2 separate regions of the Sus scrofa genome follow, and region 1 is linked to region 2. The links are chromatin contacts, called in public Hi-C maps. All regions are on one chromosome and are shown on one strand. The core of a region is the stretch at or near the end of the contact, and the rest is flanking DNA. Distances in the headings are between cores, read along the strand shown.

What was found. A called contact is a pair of places that touch in the nucleus more often than the background predicts.
Region 1: a Hi-C map of liver shows a contact between it and region 2, with 5 times the contacts expected there. The contact joins the promoter of MICU2 here to the promoter of CENPJ in region 2. A contact is called at or near these places in 1 of 5 promoter capture datasets (liver) and 1 of 47 Hi-C or Micro-C datasets (liver).

Annotation. Positions count from the first base shown.
Region 1 is chr11:1,499,050-1,502,286 of Sscrofa11.1, forward strand. It overlaps MICU2 (calcium uptake protein 2, mitochondrial), which reads right to left and starts at 1,344. Exons shown (of 12, transcript XM_021065452.1): 1 at 1,130-1,344. The coding sequence starts at 1,333.
Region 2 is chr11:356,347-359,888 of Sscrofa11.1, forward strand. CENPJ (centromere protein J) reads right to left here and starts at 1,574. Exons shown (of 18, transcript XM_021065416.1): 1 at 1-1,574. PARP4 (poly [ADP-ribose] polymerase 4) reads left to right here and starts at 3,157. Exons shown (of 31, transcript XM_021066005.1): 1 at 3,157-3,378.

The sequences.
Region 1 (3,237 bases), core at 94-2,593, 1.1 Mb after region 2:
CTTTAGTGTCCTGTCAGGAATTTTAAACACAAACAGGCTAGCAGTGGGCCACGAAACCACGAGACGGGTGAACGGAACCCGGAATCCACACTAAGGGGGAAAGCGAAGCAGGTTGGTGAGAAGGTGTGTCTGAGGAGTGGTAAGTCAGAGTGGCTTCAGAACGACAACGTTTTCAAATGTGGCTTATCGGGGAGAAGGAGGCACTAATGATTTCCGAAGCAGCGTGCATCATACAGCTAAAGTGATACTCTCGGGAAGATTAACCAGACAGGATGAAATAAGGTTAGAGAAACCTAAAATGAAGAATAAATTGAACTGCCAGACCCAGCAAGGTTAAAAAAAATGATATGAGACACTATTAGATGCTCCCACCTGTGATGAGAAATGGTATGTTGATGGGAGAGAGTTACTGCAGGTACTAACCAGGTGGCGTCTTAATTTAATACAAGTAAAAAATACTATCGGTCAGTACTCACTTTAATTCACAAGGCCTGCTTTCTTCTTTTTGTATTGCTGGGTTTCTCAGAATTCGAGGCATTTAGAAGAGCATAATGGAAATCCAACGAAGAAAAAGACTACTGCTTTTAACTTTTAAAAATTCCACACCAACTTAATGAAATGTCCATTAGAGATTTTCAAAGAAGTTGCTTTTGCAAATTTTCCAATGTTTTACGTGGCAATGTTATACCGAACCAGGGAATATGACCTTTACCTTCACACATGAAAGTCTGAGAAGAAATGCTTTGCTTGGGACTCAGAGTCCGCCTGAGCATCACGTTTATGACACGTCACTTACGTGTAACTAAGTGCAGCTGCTCACGGGGGACCATGAAACCCGGCACTCGCCAACCGGTCAGTTTTAGGGCTGGCACTTGCACTCGTAAAAAGGGCCCTACCAGGGCAGCCTGAGCACGCTGCGCAGAGAGCGCGCGGTCGGCCGCAGTCGCGGGCCGGGGCCCGGAGGACCGGTCGGCGGCCCCGGGGGAGGGGCCGGGGCGCGGACACGCCCCCGTCACCGACGGGCCGCGTCGCCAGTGGGGTCCGCGGTGCGCCGGGACGGGCTGCAGACGCCGCTCCTTAACCCCCTCACCCGCCCCGGCGGCGCTGCCGGACGGGGCCCGTCCCATACCTGGGCTACGACGGTGAGGCCGCCCCGGGGCGCCGCCACGTTCACGCGGCCGTGGTACCACGTCGCTCCTGCTCCCGCCAGGGCCACGCCGGCCGCCGCGGCCGCTACGGGCCCCGGGCCGGGCCAGGCCCGCCAGCCGGCTGCCAGCCCGCGCCGCAGCCTTCCGCTCCAGGCCGCCAGTCGCGCACCACCCGCCGCCGCCATTTTTGCGGAAGCGCGGCGGCACGGCGCCGCGTCCCACGGAGGCCTGAGCACTCGCGCGGCCGCGGTGTCGCGAGATCCGGGCGGCCTCCGCCCGCCCCGCCCCAGAGCCGGCGCTGAGCAGCGGCAAGGCGGGGCCTCAGGGGCGGGAGGGGGAGTGGGCGGGGCCGGCGGAGGCGTGGGCGGGGCGCGGAAGAAACGCCCTGCGGGTGCGGAGGAGAGTGTCTGCTCCGCATCCGCATCTGGAGAGCACGCTTCGTCCAGAGTTTAAAATTCGAAAACTGCCTGAGCTGCACAGATTTTCACGCTAATGAGCTCGCCCAGCCTCGAGTAAACAACAACCTTGTTTAAAAAATTATGCTCTACTTGTTTCACTTTAGTAGCTCATCAGACTTTTAAAAATGCGTTTTTAAATTGTGGTTAAAAAATATTCATAGCACTGCCATTTTAAATATTACATTTTAAATATACATAGCACTATCATTTTTTAGTGCACAGTTCGGTGGCATTAAGTACATTCACATTTTTGTGCAACCGTCCGTCACCACCATCCGTACCCAGAACTTTTTTCATCTTGCACAACTGGCACAGTGTCTTCTTTCATCCTTCCTGTCCTTAGATTCTTGTCTGCTCTCTGGTTTTTGCTAAATCTTATCCTATCCCTCCCAGCCGTACAGCTTTAATGAACTCCCAAAGTCGCACTCTTTCCTTCAGGCAATCACTATTTGCTGAATGTTGGATTTACAGTCTGTTCTAGTAAAGTGTTTGGTGGTGTTTAGTTCCCACTTGGTACCAAGTTGGATGCAGCAGCGCACCTACCCATGTCCCTATCATCAGGGACCTAGTCGTTTGCCCTGGTGCAGGCTTGGGGCAACAGGGCCGTCCTGGCTGTTTCACTGCTCATAAGAAAGGATTTAGCTGAGGCAGATGCCTTGGCTTTGTTTTGTAGTCTCTGATCCTCCCTTATTTGGTCTTTACTTTTCAGAGTCAATTACCTTAATCAACTTCGTTGGCCTCAAATGTCCCTGAGCCTTCAGGAGCTTTACTTGGGCATGCAGTAACTTCAGCCAACGTGAAAGTGCCAAGAGCCCCTATCAAGTAATCACTGACATCTCGGAGTTAGCAAAACAAACAAAAACCCCCAAAGGAAGAACAAGCGCCCCACTAAATCTAATCTGACCACTTTATTCCTTGGATCCTCTAGTCATGATCTGCCCTGAGTTCTTGCTCCCGTTTCCTTTGCCAGCTCCTCTCAGTGGGTCTGCATTTGGAGCTTCCTCACTTCCCCAGCTGCTGAAACCACTTTCCACTTGCCTTCCCAGCAAGGAGTAGCTGGGACGGTGTGCAGCTGTGTGAGCCAGACCACAGGGCTTGGATCCCGGCTCTGTCAGGATGGCCGCTGTGCTTTGGGGCAAATACCGAAACTCTCTCAGTTTTCTCCGCTGTAAACAACGCTCATGGTTTGGGGTTGGGGATTACATGGGACCTTCTACAGGAAGTGAGTAACTAGGTCCCAGGAGACTCACCGCAGATGTCAGCTTACCATCTTCAAGCTGTGACTTATTCCTGCCTTCTGATCACAAATGAGCTTGACAGAATGTCCATGAATCCAGATGGCTGGCCCATCTAACCCGAGATCTTCCTGCTCTTTCATCCCTGCTTGTCTTCATAACCCTCTGGTATGTTTTTCACTGCTGCTGAATCTGGTAGCTCTTGGCATAAGTCCTACTTTTCCGGATTATCATTATTATTTTTCTTTTTAGAGCTGCACCTGTGGCATATGAAAGTTCCCAGGCTATGGGTTGAATTGGGGCTGCAGCTGCCGGCCTACACCACAGCCACAGCAACGCTGGATCCTGAACCCACTGAGCAAGACCAAGGACTGAACCTGCATCCTCATGGATGCT
Region 2 (3,542 bases), core at 324-2,823:
GAGAGATGCAAGTGGGCAGCAAGGAGGCTCTGCCCTGAGGATTCAATGGGCTGCAGTTTTATAATCCAAGGGCAGTGGGGGTGGGAAAAGACCGCCTCTTCCTCTTTCTTCCAGTAGTAGCTCCAACTTCGTATCCAGTAAGAGAGTATTTGACCCTCTAAGGTCAAATTAGGACTGTCAGGGTGCTTATTCAAATCAGCAGAAGGGTGGTCCTTAACCTCCTGCCCTTGGTCTGAACTTGAATGCCTGTCTCACCCCATCTCCCATCCAATGGCCTGAAGCACATCTCAGGCTCTCCACGAATCGAGCAAGCCTGCCTCGTTCTGATGGCATTCTTGGGCAGTTGTTGACGTAGAGTGATCTCCCAAAGTCCCCCGGGTCTCCCTGTCTGCCTGTAGTTCCTGAAGGGACTTCCGCCACTACCTGTGCAACTCTCCCGCTCCACCCTCATCCCAAGGACTTTGCTGTCCAGGAGTTCTGGAACCAGGCCCCCATGGATAGCAGGGGACAACTATGTCCTAGGAGTGACAAGAATATTAAATTAAACAGAATATATGTAAAAACTTGGCACCCACCATGTGGTAAAAATTGAATGAGGAAGAGTCTTAATTTTAATTGTTTGGCTGCACCCATGGCATATGGAAGTTCCCAGGCCAGGGACTGAATCCCAGCCACAGCGGCGACCTTCACCACAGCTGCAGCAACACCAGATCCTTAACCCACTGCACCAGGCCGGGAATCAAACCCCCACCACAATGCTGGATCCCAAACCCGCTGTCCCACAAGAGAACTCCTTGGTTACATTTTTTGAAAACCACTTGACTAAGGTATGGTTGACATACAAAAAGCTATATATTGGAGTTCCCGTTGTGGCTCAGTGGTTAAGGAACCTGACTAGTATCCATGAGGACGCAGGTTCGATCCAGAGGCTCAACAACTTGACTCCGATTGTACTGGGCTGTCACGTGGCAAGCCCAGCAAAACTGGGTTCAGTATCAATCTGGTATGAAATTTTCAGAGTTGAGAACTTTTCATGGCTCAGCTAGTGGTTGTGGTAGCAGCTTTTTCCAGAAAGGACGGAACTGCAGGCCAGGCTGAGGAAGGACCCCCCCAAGTTGAAGTCGCCTGGGTTAGAAAGGGTGACTCTAGCAGGGTAGGCAGGTATGCGTGGAGATGCAAGTACCTGGCTCTAAGCAAAGGCAAGAAAGCCACAGCCCACTTTACCTGTGGGAAAGAGAGTTCCTCACCAAGGCCCCAAGCCTCAGATTTATAGAATTTCACCTCGGGAGGAAAGTTTCTGGAGTTCCCTTCATGGCGCAATGGAAACGAATCCAACTAGGAACCATGAGGTTGTAGGTTCGATCCCTGGCCTCACGTGTGGGCTAAGGATCCAGCATTGCCGTGAGCTGTGGTGTAGGTCGCAGAGGTGGCTCAGATCTGGCGTTGCTGTGGCGTAGGCTGGAATCTGTGGGTCTGTTTAGACCCCTGGCCTTGGAGCATCCATATGCCACTAGTGTGGTCTTGAAAAGCAAAGAGAAAGAAAGTTTCTAACAATGTTCATGCCTAAAGACAGCCTAAAAAAAAAAAAAAAAAGGAGTTCCTGTCGTGGCGCAGTGGTTAACGAATCCGACTAGGAACCATGAGGTTGCGGGTTCGGTCCCTGCCTTGCTCAGTGGGTTAAGGATCCAGCGTTGCCGTGAGCTGTGGTGTAGGTTGCAGACGCGGCTCGGATCCTGCGTTGCTGTGCCTCTGGCGTAGGCCGGTGGCTACAGCTCCAATTCAATCCCTAGCCTGGGAACCTCCATATGCCGCGGGAGCGGCCCAAGAAATAGCAACAACAACAACAACAAAAAGACAAAAAGACAAAAAAAAAAAGTTCCTGTTGTGGCTCAGTGGGTTGACAACCCAACGCAGGGTGCTCCCAGATTGCATGCTCTTTAGAGCAATTCTTTGCTGTTCACCCTATTTTATTGGTAAAATCACTGGCTGTTTTATTGTTTTAGGTCAAGAAGTTAAAATACCATAAAAATCTCCTACCTTGTTTCAGGGCCTTTCTCTGGATGTGAGAGGCAGGGGCTGGGACCTGGGACCCTGTAGGAGTGCTTACATGCATGCGGACAAATACCTCCCTGAGCGACAGAACTACAAAGAAAGTAACAATACTTGGATGCATACACAGCTGGGGTCATTACGAAGAGCAAGATACAAAGGATCATTTCAGCGTCTGCAGGTGACCTCTGCCCCGGGCACTACCAAGGGGTTGGCCAGACCGCCTAGGCTCCGCCTCCTGCCACACCCACTGCCCTGCCCCGCGCTCGCTCCCGGGAAGGAACCAGCTCACCCCTCCTCCCGGCGCGAGCAAAGGCACTGGTACCCGTCTTCCATCCTTCCCGCTGCAGCCCAAGTCCCAGAAACGCCTTGCCTGGATTTGTCTGGCCTCCTCAGTTTTTACTGACGAAGGAGCCCAGGGCCCAGCGTCTACAACCATTTACATCTGCTTGTTTACCGTAAACATTTGACTATCTCCCAAATTCTGATAAGGTAGTTTCTGACAGTTTGTGTCAATTTTTTAGAATGTTTGCGGGGAGGGACAGACCCTGTACTATTTTTGCTGACGTTACTTAAGCTGATTCGCGCAACCCTATAAGGTAGGGAGCGATGATGAAATGGGGGCTTTAGTAAAGTACCTTGTCCCAATCCCCTGGGAATTAAAGAGTAGCGTCAGGATTCGAATCCATATCCTTTCTACACCTTTTTTATTCCCATTTTATTCACCGTTTGGAGAATTTTGGTATTTCCCATTACTCGACCTCCGACTCGGTGAATCTCCTGCCCGTCTTCTCTGCAATGACGGATACGTACTTCTAACTCCTTAGAAACGCTACCGCGAACCTCAAGCTCTGAAAGTCCTCACCTAAAATCATGATCTTACCCCTCCTGCCCTGATCCCAGCATCTCTCGAAATTGGCTTCTTTCCCGCTCGCGAAAATTACCCTTCATTCCTCAGATAAATGTCAGCACCATCCATCCACTTTTCTCAAACTCCAACTTTGGAGTCCCCCTCGTTGGCCAAATCCCGCCTGCAAGGCGGAGCGTTGGACGTCCTGAGCCCCGGGGCCGATCCAGGAAGAGAAGCCCGCGCAGCCCCGCCACGCGCGCCGGGAGCTCGGAGCGGGCGGTGCGGGGCTGGGCCCGCCCAGGGCGGCGCCCGGAACCCGGGAACCCGGAGCCGGGAGCGCCGGGAAAGCGGAAGCATCGGGGCGGGCAGCGCCCGAGGTCAGCGCCGGAGACGCCGGACCCCGGAGCCCGAGAAGCCAGAGCCAGGAGCGCCCGTGTTCAGCGCCGGGAGAGCCCGGAGCGGGACGGATCCTCTGGCAGGTGCGTGGGCGCCGCTGGGTGACCGACCTGTCGGGCTGAGCCGGCCCCGCCGAGCGGCCGGGTGGAGCTGCCGGGAGGCGGCCGCGCAGACTGTCCGCAGAGGGACCGGGCTCTGCGCTGAGATCCTCACGGCGGCCGAGGGCCTCGAGGCGCCCCGGGCAGGA